Regions from separate parts of the Hordeum vulgare genome. Here region 2 is linked to region 1. The links are chromatin contacts, called in public Hi-C maps. All regions are on one chromosome and are shown on one strand. The core of a region is the stretch at or near the end of the contact, and the rest is flanking DNA. Distances in the headings are between cores, read along the strand shown.

Region 1 (5,443 bases), core at 1,432-3,931:
AATACCAAGAACCACCTTTATGACACAGACATCCCAGCGCCTTTGGAAAAAGTGAGCCGGAAACCCATCCGGACCTGGTGCTTTCGCTCGGAACATCTAGAACAGTGCCTACTTCACCTCCTTCTCAACATACGATGCCAAAAGGATGGCATTCATAGTCGGAGTGACCTTACTCGGGACATGTTCTAGCACCTCGGACACACCTTGCACTCCCTCAGAAGTGTAAAGATTCTTTTAAAAGTCTAGTGCAAGTTGTTGCATTTCTGTCATGTCCGTTGTTATTTGCCCATCCGTTCTTTGAATGCCTTAATCAGATTCTTCCTCCTCCTCATTCACGCTCTCATATGGAAGAAGTGTGTATTGCGGTCACCTGCAGATAACAACTCCACATGCGATAGACGTCGCCACATAAGTCCCTCACGCAAGTACATCAATCGAACATTAATCTTTGTTTCCGCATGAGACGGTCCTATCCTTGCCACCTCGCCTCTAAGCCTTTCAAGCTCCTTTTTTAGGCTTCGAATTTCGCCACGAACACCACCGAAGGTGGACCTCGACCAGTCGCCCAGGTTAAGAGCCAACATTTCTAGTTTGATCTGTACCTCAGTAGCCGAAGAGGTGTGACCCTCGATCTCCCATGCAAAACACACCATCGGTTTCGTCTCATCATGTTTGTCCCACATCACCTCATATTGGAAGCGCTTCGCACTCCTGATTTCTGTCCTAGGATCGAGCTACAGTAAGATTGGCGAGTGATCTGATGAAGCCAGCGAGAGATGCTCTACAATGGCGCTCAGAAATTGTGTACGCCAACCAACCATTGCAAGTGCTCTATCTAGCCAGACCCGTGTAAAAGTGCCACCAACAACTCGTTTCTCATAAGTCCACGTCCTGCCCTTATACCCCAAGTCTACCGGACTGCAAACATCGACGACATCATGGCACCCTTGTATTTGTGATTGACTTCGAGTCCCGATACCGTCATGCTCGTCGTGGCGTAATACTTCATTGGAATCACCCATGCAAAGCCAATGGATATCATGTAGCATCGACAGATTTTTCATCGTGTCCCACGTGTGGTAGCGCAAATGAGTTTGGGCCTCATCGTGGAAACATGTGAACCTCCATAGATCTCCTCCGAGCATACTGATTTTTGCATCTATATGAATTGTCGGGGCGTTGCCAATCCGTGACAATTCTAGCTTAACAGATTCATGGCGCACGATGATCCTCCCCAGAGGAGGCCACCAAACACGCATTATTAGTTTTGACACCAGTTGCCTTCTTCCCGTCCATGCCAACACTCTTATCTGCTGTAGCTGATGTTCTGGATCTTTTAGGTTCTTGCTTTGGTGGAGGGATAGGGAGAACAAATTGCACATCCATTGCCCCCTTGGACACCGGCACAAGCTCAAACCCGTGTGCTGAAGAAGGGTTTTCTACAACAACAACCTCAAAGGGACATTTGCGGCTCGGGTCCATCTCATCAACCTCAATGTCCCCCGCCTCGGTCTCACTTGTATTATTACCAGGGGTGTCATTTTTAACCCCCGATCTCGATTGCTGAGAAGTGTTTCTCCTCTTGGTCGCCCAACTGGTAGTGGCAGGAGCATGAAGGTTTTTGAAAACCAATGCAGATGGAGGGTGCACACCGTCATCATGTTCTTTGTACTGGTGTCCCATCAAGCCACACACCTGGCACCGATCCGAGAGCCTTTCGTACCTGACTGCAAAGATCTCGCGCTCTCCTTTTCTAGTCAAAGAGATCGCTTTTTTAGGGGAATATGAACATCAAGCCTGACTCGCACCCTGAGAAATTTCCTTCAAAGTCAAAAGATAAGGGTTCGACGTCCACAAACTTGACAAGCTTCGATGCCAACGCCTTGACCTTTCCATGGTACGCAGGAGGGAGATCAATGATCCTAGCCCAAACCTCAAAAGTGAAAAGTTCTATTGAAGATGGCTTGGTGAATTCGTCATAAGGAGCAATGAGCACTCGATGCCTTTGAAGTGCCATGGGCCTCCCTGTGTCACCGTCTCCCAATCACCTAGACAATCAAATTGCATAATGAACAAGTTTTCTTCCAAGGTTTGGATCTGGACAGTTCTAGCTTGATCCCATGTTGCACGCATTGTTCGGAAGAAACCATAGCTTCTAAAACCCTTCTCTATATGCACTGAGGCAATTATCATCCATCATAGGTTCTCCTCCACCGGCGCATCTTCATCCTCAAACACAACATCATCTAGATCACCCCTTCTAGTGCTAGCTCCATCATATCCTCTAGCCGACCCTTGCCCTTGCTGCTAGACGCGTCAAACTTGCTATACGAAGTCATTGATGTAGTGGATGTAGATCGGAAGCCCCCTGTCCTAGATGGTCAAGAGATGTAAGGGACCCCTCCTCTACCGGCCCCTCGATGTCCCGCCAAGGCCGGGCAGCAACACACAGTTGCCCCTTGACCATCGAGAGCAAGAACGATCCAAGATCAAGGCGGAGATGGAAATAATGTGTCTCTACGTCGCCATCGACGTCAAAAGGATAAAAACCCTAACGAAAAGGGTAAAGAGTATATATATATCCTGGAAAGACTTGATGAGGCCGACGATGATCGGGGTCGCATGTAGTACTATTAGTTGCTTTCTCCTTTTGGACAAACCAAACGGACCCTAGATGGCAAGATTGTGGGCTTTTCAGGTGCTGCCGAGCCCAAGCTTGATTACGGGCACCCACGGTCCAATTCAAAGATTCCGCTGTCTAATTCTCTCTTCATCGCTTCCGTTGGTTGCTTCTCTCTCGCGACGCCTGTCCGGCCCCGTTCGCCTTACAAAACCCTAGGCCACACTCTACTCCCATGGCGACGCCGGAGGTGGTCGCCTCCGACTCTGCCAACCCGCAGACGGACGAGCCTTCTCGGACTGAGGAAGCTGCCCCAGTGATTGAACCAGAGGAAGCATACGATCTTGGCGCCGTCGCGGCGGCACCAGCGGTGGAAGAGGTGGCAGCTGCGGATGCCCCGCCCGCTCCCGCCCCCGCTCCCGCTCCCACACCTACCTCCACTTCCACCTCCAGTGCCTCAGTGCCACCGCCGCCTGCTTCCCCTGCCTCGGCTGCCGCTCCAGGGCCGCCGCGGCCGCAGTTCGCTGGCTCGCCGGCGTACATGGCGCCTCCGGCGTCGTCGCCGGTGCCCGCGTTCTCTTACAACGTTCTGCCCAGGCCGCCGCCCCCGCAGCATATGGGCAGCGGTGTGGCCCACCAGCAGCTAGCTTCCGCTCCGGTAGAGTATCAGTATCCTATCCCTTTCTTCAGCTTATATGCTTAACCTAACTATTACCAGACGCTCATTTAAGAAAATCGTTTTTCTCTTGCGTTTGGTGTATGATCCGCATAGGTAATGTGTAATTTTGTTCAAAGGATACATGGTGCTAGCATCGGGGACTATATTTTGGTTAGTTCTGATGATAGGTGCTGAGCCGCTGACATATGATGCAATTTTTAGTTGCAGAAGCCAGTCCCTTGTGTTGTTTATGTAGCGACACTCTGAACTTAGTAATTTCAAACTCATATATAAACCTACTTTAGTCCTCCTGCCAAGAGGGTCATATATCACTCTGGTTAAAAAAAGGATAATGGGTTTGTTTCTGTCAGCTTCAACATGAATGCCTAGTTCATGCTTTTGTCAAAGAAATTGCTCTTTTAGGTGTATGTTACTATGTTGCATAATTATGTTGTAACTTTGCTGTTATGCCTGCTGCACTGTTTTTCACCTTCATTTGGTAAAACATCATTTGGCTGGATTTTTCATCTGACGGAAAACACAGATAGGTGACCTTTCTCTATCACGGTCCACGGACGTCTGACGTGAACCTTACTAGATCGAGGAGTTCTTGCATAAAGATTTCTGAATTTTTCATATGAATGCCTAGAAGCCTACTCAATCAGTGATAATTCTGCTGCATGTTTCATTTGTATAGCTTTCATGATTAGTCAACTGAAAATTCTTAATGGAACTAAATGTACATGGCTTTTGCATCCTGCTTCTGCAACATTTAAAGGAGTAAACGAAATTTGACTTATGATCACTGCAAAACAACTCGACGATGCTCAAGTTAGATTATCATAACTAGTATTCTTATCACTCTTCCTTTCCAGGCTCCGATGGCTCGTCCAATGCCTCCAGCGGCTCTCCAGCCACCAGCTCCACGGCAGTATTTCGGGAACAGACCTTCTTTCTCATATAATGTAGTCTCACATGCCAATGCTAGCCTGCCTACTGGTCAGCAGTTTCAACTTGACACTGTAATTTCTCATGGCTTTATTATTAATAGCATTACTATTGTTCTTGTTATTAGTTTTTAATGAACCGATCCTCTTCTGTAACGCACTAACACTTAATGCCACATTTTCTTCCAGAGGACAAACCATGCTGTCCAAGTCCCTATGTTTGCTCTGCCAGCATCCTTGCAACCTCCTGCTCCTGGGCAATTGCCTCGCCCAGGTGCACCATTCCCTGGCCATATGGCTCCAAATCCTCCTGGATCTATTCGGTTGCCATTTCCAGTGCCACCCAGGACGTCCAATATTCTTTATGGTGCAAACCAACAGGCACAGTCCTGACCCCTAAGCCCTCCAGTTTTCTTTAAGCACTGCATGCTTCGATTGGCTTGCTTCCACCGCTCGAATCTTGTCAATGAGGCACTGATTTTTTTTTGGAATTATTACAGGGTAACCTGGATGTTAATGCTTCGAAGTCGGATGCCCCAAGTGCCCCAGAGGTAAGTCCCCATACAGTGCAGTCACTGCCACCTCGCCCTGAGGTATTTGGGTCTGTTGGGGGTTCTGCACCTGGACAACGTCCTTCAAACTTGTCAACTCCACCAAGCCTCCTTCAGAGGCCTACATGCCCAGCCCCACCTGCTCCTTCTTTGCCTCAAACATCGCCATCAGGTGCTGCACCAGGTGCTGTTCCAAGGGCAACTCAGCAACAGTTTTATCCATCCTATCCTTCAGCGCATGGTAATCCATCTCAACCCTTGTGGGGATATCCTCCACAACCTACTAGCTTTCAGCAGGCTCCCTTCCATTCATATCCACCGGGCTCTCTTGGACCTCTTGGTGCACCAATGGTTGGAACTTCTTCTGTGACCACGTCCTTGCCCAACATCCAACCACCAGGCATTACAACTGGTGATCCCAAAGAACAACCATCTGTAAATCCAGGATCTGTGCAGTCCATTCATACTTCAGTTGAACAACATCCAACAGGTATTCTTCTTACTGGAGCTGATGTTCATGTTGAGTCTTAGTGTTCCTGTTAATTCTCCAGTTCTTATGATTTATGTGTAATGCTGAAGGGCTGGAGGACAGAAGTATGGCCGGAATTCAGGATTCAGATACGTGGTCTGCACACAAAACAGAAGCCGGCGTTTTATATTATTACAA
Region 2 (5,723 bases), core at 2,334-4,833, 580 kb before region 1:
TCTCAAGGATTAGGTAATGGCATTCTTTTGCACATGTGAAAAAGACACAAACAAGTAGAAAGGGTATCGTAAACTAGAGTACAAGGGCTAACAGAAACTTGGGAAAGCTACTCATTTACATGGCTATATTTTTATAACACGTGCAAATACTCTTCTTCTCTTCTCATGTGCATTCCAGTTTCCAAAACAAGAGATTCAGGCTTATTAGCCGGTAACCTGCCGCATGACTTTATCCTGCCTGAACTTTAAGATGCTAGGTTACAGTTATGGCCTTGTGGGACATAATCGGCATACATAAACAACAGTGCTAACAGAAGAATCAACTAGAAAAGCCACAGTGGGGGTACTAATAAGATGGATAACATGATTACCCTCTTTTAATCGCTCTGTTCAAGAATGCATGATGTTCTGCTCATGGTCTAGGCAACGATCTGATATGTGGCATGAGTTTATAGCCAGTGGGCATGTGATGTCATACCATACCATACCATACCATACCTCTTCAGCTTAACTTGGGTTTAATCCAGACTTAACTAAAATGGTACTCCGTGTGTGATACTGCATGTTACGTATTTCATAGTTGCTAATTTGTAGCCATAGAGTCTAAGAACACAAAAATAACAGACTGTTGAGCCTTTGTGTTACTAACCAGTCCTGCACCAGCGTGGTCTCTAATATAAGCTGCATCCAGATAGCGCTCCTCTTCTATGGCCCTCTGTGAGTTAAGACATTAGATAAACCGTGCTCAATTATCAAATTAATATCATACTACCAATCTACTCCTGGTATCATGAATCAAATCAGTTACTCTACTTGAAAGCATTCAGATTGGTTCCTCTTATCTACAGCGTAGTTATGGGAACTGGACAGGTAGATGACTCGGTCAGGCTCCCAGTTCATGGTCCCTGGTTGGATCACCGGAGCAGAACTAATACATGATGAATTGAAGTTATGCACAAAACTCAGAAGGCAAGTGTGTGATTGCTCCATTGTTCGGGACGTGGGCTCAAACCACCATCACTTCATATTTCATTTTATTATCCAACAGTTTGTTCCTCCAAGCAGATGCAACAGTTGCTAATTTCTAGACAGCTGTGTGAAAGAATTCCTGCTCAGCCTTGTTGCCGCTGGTTCATAACGGCCCAAAAGCACAAGTTATGAAATTGAACAGCCTGTCACAGCCAGTTGCAGCAACACTGAAATGAAAAAGTGACTGGTGATAGTCACTCTGTTACCAGTGGCATTTCAACAACTGACATGGTCTGATATTGCTGATTAAGATGGGGAAGGTAAATACAATAGGTGAGAGAAATTTTCAGTGGGAGTATGCCTTGATGGCCCCCATAAATGGGTTATCTCAGTTATTAGCTACTGTTTCCATCCAAAGCAGTAAGCTTGCCAGACATTCATCCCCGTGTAGCAGAGGACTATTTCACTAGCTATTGACAGGCATCTAACTAGGATATTTTAAAGTAATAATAAAGGAAGCATGACATCGCAAGCAAACTAAAATGATCAAAGGTGCCATTTATCATTAACCATACACAGACAAAAGAGCAGATATTTTTTATTTTCTTACATGTAACTCAGATACTGCTCTGCCAACAGTATCATTTCTTGATGTAGCAGCAATAGCTAACTTCAGTTTGTGGGCACTCCTATAGTCTTCTCTACACACAGCAGTGCGGAGTTGTAGCTGAAACACAATACACGGCCATCAGGAAATTTGCAATTTGATAGAAGTAAACATTAAGAGGGAAAATATATTGACAAAAAACAAAATACGCACATGGTATTATCAGCAATGCGCAAAGAACTAAGTTATGCCCAATATTGCCCATACATTTTTTTTAATTAGTCATGTACAGATATGACACAACCAGCACTCAATGGTTCCAATTCCAGATACAAAAAAACTGGCACACCTAATGAAAAACAATTCTAAAAACATCAAACATCATATAAAATGCAAATAAGCTCCTGGCTCTTCTTTATGTTGTCATGAAGTAAGACCTTTTTGCCAATAATACATGGCGGCCAATCATGAAGCTTAGTGGTGTGATTTCAGAAAGGTAGTTCAAACTGTAACTCCTATATTATCGTTGCTTCTACCGTAATTTGTAGCCCCAGCTCTACAATAAGAGCATAGGTGTTCTATCAGTCTAAACCACGGTATGATGCATGCTTTGTAAATCTATTAGACCACTGAGCCTATCAATGGTACGATGCATGCTTTGTGAATCTATTAGACCACTGAGCCTATCAGCAGTATGATGCATGCTTTGTGAATCTATTAAACCGTTGAGCCTATTAACGAAAGTGTATAGCGGTATAAGCATTGCAAACCTTCAATACAAATGTAGACACGGTATCTCTCACATGTTGTTGGCATGGTAACAGATGGCATAGGCCATAAATGGAACACATTATGGTGCTAAGCCCAAGATATAGCGTACCATCAATGGATTGATCTAACACGACATTAGTAGTTCCAAGACACACCAAAAAAAAAAAATTGGCGACTAATTCATGTTGATACTTGAGAAAAAAATGTGTCACTCCAAAGAAGCCAGTTTAAGTTTGAGCCTTGCTTCAGTAGTGCTTCAGCTCCCTAAGGAGTAAGTTTCTTCGGAACAGTTAATCGTCATCAATTGAGCTTATCGAGTATCGCATTTCCTAAATTTCTTCAGAACCTACTAGTTCCTAGGATAAGTCAAGTATAGATGGTCCGGCAGAAAAGGGCAATATGGAATTCGGGCATGGTCCATGGAGGACATTTGTACTGCTAAACGTTCCATGTTCGTAATCACATGTTATAAAAAAGACGATAACGGTGCTTTCTGTGCAAACCTCATCCATATTCACAAGTAGTGACTGATCAGTGAGAAAAATCAACCTGAAGTTCATCAACAAGGCGCTCGCTCTCCTGAACGAGGGCGAAGTGCTGCTTCCACCTCTCCCAGCTCCACTTCCCTTCTTCCTGCATCACGTCCACCTCCTCGCCGTCCTCCTCCACTCCCTGCCCTCTCTCCTCCAGTTCGTGAGAGCTCTCCGCTCCCGTCGACCGACCCGCCTCCTTCGAGGGGTGTACCGAGGGCCAGTAATTCCCGACGTACTCGCTCCACCGCCGCACGGCGCCCTGGAAGGCGTCGTGGAAGAGCGCGTCCCAGCCTCGGCGTCGCTCGCCGCCGGGGTCCGCACCGGGGCTGCGCGCGCTGCACCGAAACACCGAGGCAGCGTCGGAGGCGCGGCGAGTCGGCGCGGCGCCCGCCAGGCGGCGGACGCGGAGGAGGCGCTGGCCGCGGTGCGCGGCGAGGAACCGGCTAGGGTTGGGGTCCGGCTGCCGCGAGGACGAGGAGGGGAAGGAGGCGGCCGCGGCGGGCAGCGGCGCGCGGGGCGCGGTGTAGACGGACGCCATGGAGGCGGAGTCGGCACGGCCGCGGATGTGGAGGTGCAGGCCGCCGCGCGACGCACCGGAAGAATCGTGCTCGTGCGCTCGTGCCGCGTGGTCGCCTCGCGTTGTCTCCTTTCCTGTGGATTGGGTCGAGGGCGGGCGCAACTGATAAGACTTTCGCGGGGAGCAGACGAACCTCGTGGGGAGCGAACATGACGGGTGGGGCCTCAGCGAGCGAAACTTGTTTGCGGGCCGGGGCTCCGAGTTTTTGCGGCTAGATGTGCCTTGCTTGTGTCCTCGGAAAATGCTGTGGCGCTCACCGTGTCGGTACTCGGTACAAAGGAGGACGATGGTTGGTGGGGTCCGGCCACGTTCTTCAGAAGCGGGGCTTCTCGAATGCACCTCGTGTCGTCCGCGCCGGCCGAATGAACCGAGGGCCCGTCCATTTGCATCGGCTTTTCAAGTTTTCTCACATCAAGTCCTTACACTGTCATCATTTGGTGAAGTTTTTATTTTATAACCTTAAGCTGGTCGTAATGAGTAGTATCACGCTGGTTGTAATGGGTGATATCATATATTAATAAAAAAAATCTGAAATGAACCTTGAACTCATAGAGGCTAGCGAAATCGAACCCCGAAGTTCAAATCCCTAAAATCAGCACTCTCAACTGTCAAATCTTAGTCTAAATTAAACCCTGGAGTGGTTTTGGGTAGAAAAACACTTACGTGGCATAGTCAACCGGGATCCTTTGACTGGTGGGCCCTCGCTGACAGATGGGGACGTTGGAAGTGGGATAAATCGATTGGGGATTTCTCTTCTTAGCTAGGGTTTGCACGGCGGCGGCACGGAGACGCAGGGGCGATTGGAGATTTCTCGTCGGCGTACGGCGGTGGGCAGGGCGATGTCGTGGTCATCGGGGTCTTCCTCTGCCGGATTTTTTCACTGTTTTGACCTTACAGGTAAACATGAGCATAAAATGAACTCAGTCTGAAAATATTTTCGAATCTGACCCTTTTTAGAAACGCCAGAGTCCGTGGCGTTGCTGCTCCACGTAGAAACACCAGTCTAACGTGGCGTTTCTGACCTACATTCAAAAGTCAGTCTGCTGGACGTTGTAGCCTATATAGAAACGCCAAGTCCCATGGCGTTTCAGGCTATGTAGCAACGCCAAGGCGCATGGCGTTTCAATGCATGCGCTACTGTTCGCATCATGCAGGCAGGCATGCAGGCATGCGCCGCTGTTCGCAGCTACTGTTTGCTACTGGTCACTGCCCCTCTCTGCTCGTTTTTAAGTCTTGCATGCGAGCTACACTGTGCATGGGAGAAAAAATAATGCCCACTAAAGAGGATCGGAGGGAGTACAGTGCATGCATGCATGCAGGCAATGCAGAGGCAGGCACGCACACACACATAACTATGGGATGTGGCTATGGTGTGGCGTAGAGTAGCATGGATGATGAGCAGCAGTAAAATAAACTATTGTTGCTCCTGCTGGCACGGTGACACCGGCACAGTAGCTCATGCATGGTTATTTGCCTCAGAAACGCCAACGCGCATGGCGTTTCACAGAAGGCCAAAAACGCCACACTACACAGGCGTTTCTTAATAGGTCTGCAACGCCACGTTAGAGTGGCGTTTCTTAATATGGCTGCAACGCCATGGATTATGGCGTTTCAAGAAAAGGGTCAAAACGTGAAATTGTTTCCAAACGAGTTCGTTACGTGATTATCTTACCCCCCTCGGATCAAAATAGTGAAAAAACCCTCCTCTGCCCCCGGCTTCCGCCGTGCGTCTGGTAGGCGGGGCATGGATGCGAGGTCGCCGGTCCCATACCGCTAGGGCGCTATGGCGTATGAGCCGGCGAAGATGTGCCACTTCAACCCAAGGAGGAAGGCATCCAGATGGATTTCGTGGAGCGAGATGAATCCAGGGCGGCGGTACTATGCGTGTGTGGATGCAATGGTTTGTCTCCCCTGATTTTTGCTAGCATTTGTGTTCTTCGTCTGTTTCTAGCATTCCTTTGTTGATTGATTCGTTTTGTAATTGAATAGCATGGTGGTTGTGGTTTCGTTGAATCGCATGATCCTTCATTGCCAAAGATTTTTAGTGATTTAATTGGGGATTTGAGGAATGAGGTGTGGAAGCTGAAGGGTGATGGTCGTCTGGCTCTCGCTGAAGATGCATTTGGAGATGTCCATATGGCTGAAGATGAAGCAGGAGCAGACATGCTTCCTATGAATCTCCAAGAGCAGATGAAGGTGAAGAATGCAGAGCTGGATGCAATGAAAAACAAATATATAAATCTATTTTATGTGTTCACTATCTTTG

Evidence for each region. A called contact is a pair of places that touch in the nucleus more often than the background predicts.
Region 2: a Hi-C map of seedling shows a contact between it and region 1, with 5 times the contacts expected there. The contact joins the promoter of LOC123431696 here to the promoter of LOC123431639 in region 1. A contact is called at or near these places in 2 of 6 Hi-C or Micro-C datasets (leaf and seedling).

What each region holds. Positions count from the first base shown.
Region 1 is chr1H:292,983,538-292,988,980 of MorexV3_pseudomolecules_assembly, reverse strand. It overlaps LOC123431639 (pre-mRNA-processing protein 40C), which reads left to right and starts at 2,681. Exons shown (of 16, transcript XM_045115347.1): 1 at 2,681-3,278; 2 at 4,154-4,300; 3 at 4,415-4,606; 4 at 4,726-5,266; 5 at 5,356-5,443. The coding sequence starts at 2,856.
Region 2 is chr1H:293,563,545-293,569,267 of MorexV3_pseudomolecules_assembly, reverse strand. LOC123431696 (protein EXECUTER 1, chloroplastic) reads right to left here and starts at 3,583. Exons shown (of 13, transcript XR_006623300.1): 1 at 2,897-3,583; 2 at 1,580-1,696; 3 at 650-715.